Regions from separate parts of the Anas platyrhynchos genome. Here region 2 is linked to region 1. Evidence: chromatin contacts called from public Hi-C data. All regions are on one chromosome and are shown on one strand. The core of a region is the stretch at or near the end of the contact, and the rest is flanking DNA. Distances in the headings are between cores, read along the strand shown.

Region 1 (3,831 bases), core at 1,298-3,797:
GCTAAGTCAAAAAAAAAAAAAAAAAAATCTAAGCGTCACTGTAATGGAAGCTCCAGAAAATGACTAAGTTGTATTCCTACACCTCAGTCACACCAGCAAGCCTGCATTGTCAGGAACATTATGAAGGAAATTATCTTACAGTACCATTGAGATGTTAAATTGATGGATTTGATAGGCACCTATAGTCTAGGCAGGATGCAGTTATTAAGGCACATGACAAAGGAATGGGAAATTACAGTACACCACAGTAAAACTCATGTTTCAGTTTGTTGTGGGCAACACAGATCCCAATGTATCACACATGTGAGTCCCAGCTGTCTGTTAAACCCTACTAGCAGATGTGGCACTCATTTCCTCAGGTTCCTCATGGTATCAGTAAGTTCTTTTAGGTCACACAGACTCTTCTGATTAGTTGGTGGTGATGGTGGCCAATGAAGCCTGGTAGTCAGAATTAGATACTTTCAAGTGGGATCATGCACATGGGAACCTTTTTTGACCATCAACTTTTCTGGGACAGTTAAGGCCACTATAGATGCATAGTTAAGTGAGAATAAGATTAAACAGCTCTTACACGGACAAGCACTGTCATTCTGACATGCTGAATCACTGGTATCACATGGTCACTGATGGTGACAACAGATCTTGCTGGTCTATCAGACTGGTGAAGATAATTTAACACTGATGCTTCTGAATGTCCAGAGCATTTCAAATCAGGGTGGGGGCAGACCATAAAATCGTACAGTCTGGCATAATGGATACAACTAACCTTTCATCTCACTGCCATGAAAAAGAGGCAATGAAAGATGGATCTAATACTGCATCTTATGCCTTCAGAAAGATGCAAACAACAGAACCACGCACAGCTCCAGGCACCTATGTATCATGCAACAAATGCTAAGCTTGGGAACTGTGATAACACAATGGTTTAGTCACCCGCTGTGGCTGTAAGCTCATAATTCAGTTCTCCCCTTCAAAGACTTCCCTTTGAATTCTGACCAGAACCAATAGCAACAGAACAAGAATACAAGCATCAAAACTGAAGAGTTTAAAAGTTACATTGGTTTATGGATTATTGGAGATACTTTAAAAATGAAGGCAAAGATTTAAAATATTTGGGAAACTTGTAGCATATTTAATAGTCATCCTTGGTTAGTACAGGGGTTTTTAGACAGCAATTTATATTCTTTAATCTGCCTAAAACCTCCTGCCACCCTGAGATTGCTGAAAACACTGTACGCCAAGCTTTTCAACCTGGGTCATGCACAAGGTCTGCTCCACAATCTTCTTAATGCATCAAGGAACACAATCCTCTTCTTGCTCACTGCTGTACTACCATAGGTACTTTAACCTGACAGGTAACGGACACTGTGCATTTTAACTGTGCCTAGCTATTTTGCTAGTTATTTGAGAATTGCTGTAAAAGTAGTACTGTATTTCTCCTTTGAAAGTGCATCCAGAAGAAAATGCTAACTCTGGAATCCTACATCATAGCTCCCCCCAAAATTAAACATAGTAGAGAAAAGACTGCATTCCAGTCTTTTCTAGGTATCACTCTGTGCTTCTAGGCTTCTTTGTTCAGAGGAATGAGGGAAAAAAAAATAAAATTCACAAATAAGTTGCTATATGCAGTAATTTAAATTCATACCATGCACTCTCCACCAAGGAAATCAGGGATAATTTCTTTATCAATGTAATCCAGCAGTCCCCCAGGACCCTGGTAGTCATTTCCAGCATAAATAAGGAATTTCTTTCTAGTGTTGTCATCAATGAATGGACTAACCTATAAATAAAGAAAAAAACAACAACAAAAAACACAGAATAGATCAGGTTCCCAAATTTTTCTTGAGTAAATTTTGAAGGATCAGTTTGTATGAAGCGCTACCATCCTTGTTATGCAAAATTCACATTATGAAGAAGCTAAATTAATTTACTATATAAGCAAGTTCTTAGGTAGGGTTTTTAAATCCATTCCAGGAATCCCACAAAAGATACATATCCAAACGTTAACATTTCCTGCTAATAAAGTCTGATTTCTGAAGTGCTTTTACAAACTACAAATGTGTAGCAGTGTACTGAGAGAACTGTGAGAGACCTTAAATTACAAACATACCAGTGTCCAAAGAACTGGAAATACTCGAGGCGCTCTCAGGATAAGAAGGCGACCCAAAGTCTCAGGGTAATTAGCTTCAACCACCTCAATGATTCTCAGCAATGCTTTGACGCCAGGTCGCCATAAATGCCGCATGTTCAAGCCTTCTAGATCTACTAGACAGGTCCAAGAGCTAAGTTTCAGAGAGATGAAAAGGGAAAAAAAATAAATCTTAGTGGCATCAAAATTCTCCTGTCTTATGCACATGTCCAGTGTTTTTGAAATGTGTGGACTCCACCGTATGATTTATTTCCCATATTTTAGCTCCGTGTTTTGTACTAACTGTTCACACTGGAGTTATAAATTCTTAGGATGGAAATGTTGTACAGCATGCCAAGCATGCTTACAGAGTATGTGCAATGATCACTCTGCACATCGTGCACATCTCCCCAGACATTTCAAACTCCAGGCAAAGGCTAACACAAAGCCAAAACACAGTGTTGTCAACAGTCAGCCCAGATGTTAAACCATTGCTTTTACTGGGAAATCAACTAAGTGGCTGTGCTGCTACAACATAATCTAACATTCCGGGTGTTGATTTCCTACTAAGACAGTACAGTAAGAGTGCTATTACAACTCAAAGCTAATTCTGTTATCAGATCTCAGGATGGGCAGCTTTTTCCATAGGAACAGATGTGTTCTTAAAACTAAATATCGAGATTCAGCATATGCTCTAGTTATTTTCTAAGCTCCATCTCACCCTGGGCATGGACTCAAGATTTACAGCTGTGCTGCACCAGACAGTATCCACAAAATGATGCACAAGATTCCTATGAAACAGCAAGCACTTCTTCGTTTCACTTTAAATGTTTAATATGTAGTCCTTCAGGACTGCTTCTAGAAATGAAGATTCAGTAGACAGCACAAGTCCACAGTCATACACATGAAACCTACCTCTTGGATTCTATTTCTCACTGGGAGCTAGCACAGCAAGTTCTTTAGCAAGAAAAGATAAGCAGACATACCATGCATCCCTGAACCTTTACAGATTAAGGGAGGGAGTCAGAAATTGAAAAGAGTTCAAGAAACACAGTTTCATTTCAGAGCCAAGTCCTGCATTCATTCCACACCCTTAAATCCACTTTTCAGTTACTGCTCTCCTAAGTGACCCCTAAAATGACTTAAAGATGGGATAGCAAGCCATTTTTGGCTCAACTTTACATGAAGTCATGCAAGCATGTGGAAAACTAAATTGCAGGTTTCACTGGAGCCTCACAACCTTACCTTGATCAATAGTTGAATAACTGCATATAATGAATCGTGGCTGACAGAAGAATGCAAACAAGAATTGAGAGTAATGATCCTTGGTATGGACCATGGATCAAAAAGTGACATGAAAACAATACCTGAAACTACTGGAAAGGTTACACTGTGATATTATCACAGCCTGACCTTACTGGCAGCCTGTACCAACATCTGGCTATAAAATTCCCCAGAATTAGAGATGGGGAGTGGGCTGCATTGCTTTGCAGACTTCCAACAGCGTGCAGAAGCAGAATATTCCATATAGCACCATTATGGGCATGACTGCTGGAGCAAGTATTGTGTTTCCCTCAGGCCTGACCATGCCAATTCACTCAAGTGGTAATTGGAGTAGGTCTCAGTTAACTCTAACTGTGCTTATATATGTATGTGAGACACAGAGCCTACCCTTTGCTTGGTCTATTTAATAAACTGGCCTC
Region 2 (3,559 bases), core at 962-3,461, 35 kb after region 1:
TCATGATATTCTCTGTGTTCTCTACTCTTTTCCACTCCATACTGTGGAAGATGCAACCCCAACCATCCTTTAATCAACGTACTTCATGCTTTCTCCCAGGCCAGATTCAATTGCTCCCAATTACCAACAGGGAAGTACGCTTCAAACCCACTTTGGCTGTAAGTTTAAAACAAATCTGTCTATGAATTGTATGTAAAGTGTCAGGGAAAAGAGAACACATTAGGTAAAAAATACACCAGGGAAAGAAGAAACCATCAAAACACATCTCCTGTACTTGGAACACCATCTCACACTTGTGTGTTTCACAGCACCTAGCAAACAGTGCCCAGTTAGTACTTAGCAACACAAAGAACTGTTGAGTAAGAAAATGATAGCAAAACTTAATACTCACAGCCATAATCAACTCAAAAGGGTGTTTATACACCCGCACGGGAGACTGGTACTTCTGCACCATTGTTGTGGTTACTATGGTCAACTCAAACCTGAAAAAAAAAAATGTTTAAAAATCATTCATCAAACATAAGAAGCTAGTTTTAATCCTCAGACAAATATTTTGAGTATGATATCATGCTTGCAGTTCTATCCGCAACTCCATGAAGACCTTTTTTTTTTTTTTAAATGAAACAACGGGTCTCTGAAAAGCTATGTGTATTTTTGTCGGAAATGACTCGTTATAATTTCTTCCAAAAAAAGACTTGAAATTAGCACATTTTCAGTCCAGTTTTAGTAACAAGCCTTCAACAGACTTGACGACTATTCATCTGGGTGGTGAGACTTCCTGCACTGCTGCTGAGAACCAAACATTAGCACATACAAGCCAAAGGCAGAGAAGCTTTGCCTGGCTCCCCAGCACAGTAACTGGGCTGCTTATGGCTCATTCTGAATTGGGATTAGTTTAAAAAAAAAAAAGTTTTAAAATACTCCAAACTTTAAAAGCCCTCACTTTCAGAAATAATAAAAAAAATATTACAGCAAACTAAGACCATGCATTCCTACATCACTTCCAAATCAAAATAACCAGGATTTTTTAAGAGAGAGGCTTAAGAAATAGCTGGGGAGGAAGCAAACCTTAGAGCAACTACAGATATTCCAACATCATCAGAAAGAAATTCACCAGCGAACCGAACAGGAGCTACTCCAGCAGCGTTATATCTGCTTACCCCAGCAAAGTGTTTGACCCAAACTTTCTTGAAGGCAATTACATTTATTGAAGAATACTGGCAGCCGCGCTTGTAGATGAGAACTCTGGCTGCTAGCCAGCCTAATTTTAGCGAGAAATGGCTTTATTACAATAAGTTAATTTTGCTTTCTTCTTTTTTTTATCCTTTTTTTATTTTTCGAGCGCGTTCTCACATTACCTACAGCACTTCTGGAAGGAGTTACCAACTCGGAGCGCTGAGCGCCGGCACCGCAGCTCCTCGGAAACCCACCAAACCCCGGACTCCCAGGAAATTTAAGGAATTTCCCCGCGGCTGACCCCATCTTCCAACCCCCCCGAAGCAGCAGCAAAGCCCAGCACCCTGCCAAAGCCTCGAGCAAACAAAGAGCCCAGCACCTGCAGCGGGCTGAGGTGCCCGGGGGGGGGCTCGGGGCTGCCCCCGGTAACGGCCTGGAGGGTGCTGGGGGACGACAAGGGGGGGCTGAGGGGACTGAAGGGGGGCTGGAGGGGGTGGAGGAGAGAGGGAAGGGAACGGGGAGAGGGGCTGAGGGGGGACAGAGGGGGCTGAGGGGGAGCTGGGGGGGGGCTGAGGGAAGGGAGCTGGGCGTGGGGCTGAGGTGGGCGGGAGGTGGTTGAGGGGGACGGGGGCTGAGGGGGCACAGAGGGGGTCGGGAGGTGGCTGAGGGAGAATGGGGGGGTGAGAGGGGCTGAGGGGGACCGGGGCTGAAGGGACAGAAGGGGACTGAGGGGACCGGGGGAAGGAGGCGGACGGAAGGTGGCTGTGAGGGACGGGTAGCGGCTGAGGGGACCGGGGGGAGGCTGAGGGAGGACTGGAGGTGGCCGGGGGGGTATTAGAGGTGTCTGAGGAGGCTGAGGGGACCGGGGGGGACCGCGGGACCGCGCCGAGGGCCGCCTTACCGCCTCGCCGCCCGCCGCGCTCTGCCCTCCTCATGCCGGCGCGGGGCAGCGCCGCCGCCGGTTCCGGCGGGGGAGGGGCGGGGGCGCCGCCGCCTGTTGTTACTGGTGACGGGGCGGGGGGGGGAGGGAGCACTGCGCATGCGCGCCCGGCCTCACGATGGGAGGGGGGAGGAGGAGGAGGAGGAGGAGGGAGGCGGGCGCTGTCTCCCCGCGCGGCCGTTTGCGCATGCGCAGTGTGTGAGGGGAGCGTGGTCGCTGAGGGGCTGTGGTCGCCCCCCCCCCCTTTTCCTCACTAAGCGTCCCTCAGCCCAAGCTCGGTGTTAAACCCTTCAGTTCTGCCCCCTCTGTGTGAGGCTTCAGCTGATAATGTTTAATAACGTCCCTCACAAAGGCACGGCTGTGGCTCTGCCGAGCTCCTTATCGTTATCTGCGGCTCCTCAGGGCTTCGAAGTGGGGCAGAGTGCCTCAGGAGGGAGGGGAGAGGTTCGGGGTGAGGCAGGGCGGGGGGACACCGGGAGCTGTGCTGGGTGTGAGGGGACAGGGTAATGGGACAGGGCGTGGGGCAGCACCGCTGGGGTCACCAGGCACTGTGGGGTGACCTGACGGGGGGAACAAGTGGGGAAAAAACTGACCCAAAAGCCTGCCTGAGGCTTGAAGTGGTGAAGGGCTCCAAGAAGGGAGAGAAACTGCCCCCAAAACCTGGCAGGGCTGAAAGAGGGGTGAGAAGCGGTCTGGAAAGCCTGTCCAGGGGCTTGAAATGATGAAGGACTAGCAGCAGGGTGAGAAACTCTCAAAGCCCCTCCTGGGACTTGAAATGGCAAAGGACTGAAGCCTAGCGTCTTCTAGGTATTTTCTCAGGGCAAGCACTGTACCATTTTAGTAGAGATAACAGCAGCCCTGTTTGGGTTCTTTGCCTGAGGAGGAGTAGAAGCCGTCCTGGGACCTGGAGGCACACAGAGCACAGCCCTGCCAGCGCAGTGGGAGCACAGAACCAGGCCTCCAACACGCCTGAGCCGCCACCTGCCTCGCTCTGCTGTCCCCAGGCAGCCATCACCCAGCTCAGGATGCCTCGCAGCTCCACGTGTCTAAACGACAAGCTCCGCTGTCTTAATCCGTGTCTGACACGGCCATAACATGATGTACTGAAAGCAGGAAATACAGCCGTGTTTTGTCCTGTACCAGTGTGTTACAAGCTGTTAAAATAAGGACTTGAAAATTAGGGGCAAACTGTTCTGTTCCCTTCTATGACTCCACCAAGGCGATGCTTTCGCCCTGAATATGTTTTATTATTACCTGCTTGCCTCAAAAAATAAATCTGGCCACTAAAATTTAGTGTCATTATCCTGTCCTTTTGGTGCAATTATTTCTCTAGGAAGGCTGAATTTGTGGTAGCTATTAAGTAGTGAATCAGCTACAGTACTTTCTTACACAAAGCATGTGTCTTAAAGTTAGTCAGGAAAGGCCTGTTGTCTGATCCGAAAC

The links. Hi-C and Micro-C count contacts between places; a contact is called where the count stands out from the background.
Region 2: a contact with region 1 is called in a Hi-C map of subcutaneous adipose tissue, with 2.5 times the contacts expected there. The contact joins the promoter of SEC14L1 here to the enhancer-like site in region 1. A contact is called at or near these places in 6 of 8 Hi-C or Micro-C datasets (F1 follicle, liver, skeletal muscle and 2 more).

What each region holds. Positions count from the first base shown.
Region 1 is chr19:8,136,739-8,140,569 of IASCAAS_PekinDuck_T2T, forward strand. It overlaps SEC14L1 (SEC14 like lipid binding 1), which reads right to left. Exons shown (of 16, transcript XM_038165281.2): 11 at 2,111-2,282; 12 at 1,646-1,780. Among named protein-coding and RNA genes, the nearest start is that of SEC14L1, 36 kb to the right of the region's middle. Within about 2 kb of position 2,548, at least 1 of the 8 cell types and tissues checked has an H3K27ac peak or open chromatin away from gene starts, as enhancers often do. A contact at or near this core is called in subcutaneous adipose tissue, where this site is marked.
Region 2 is chr19:8,172,344-8,175,902 of IASCAAS_PekinDuck_T2T, forward strand. It overlaps SEC14L1 (SEC14 like lipid binding 1), which reads right to left and starts at 2,212. Exons shown (of 16, transcript XM_038165281.2): 1 at 2,078-2,212; 2 at 392-482. The coding sequence starts at 454.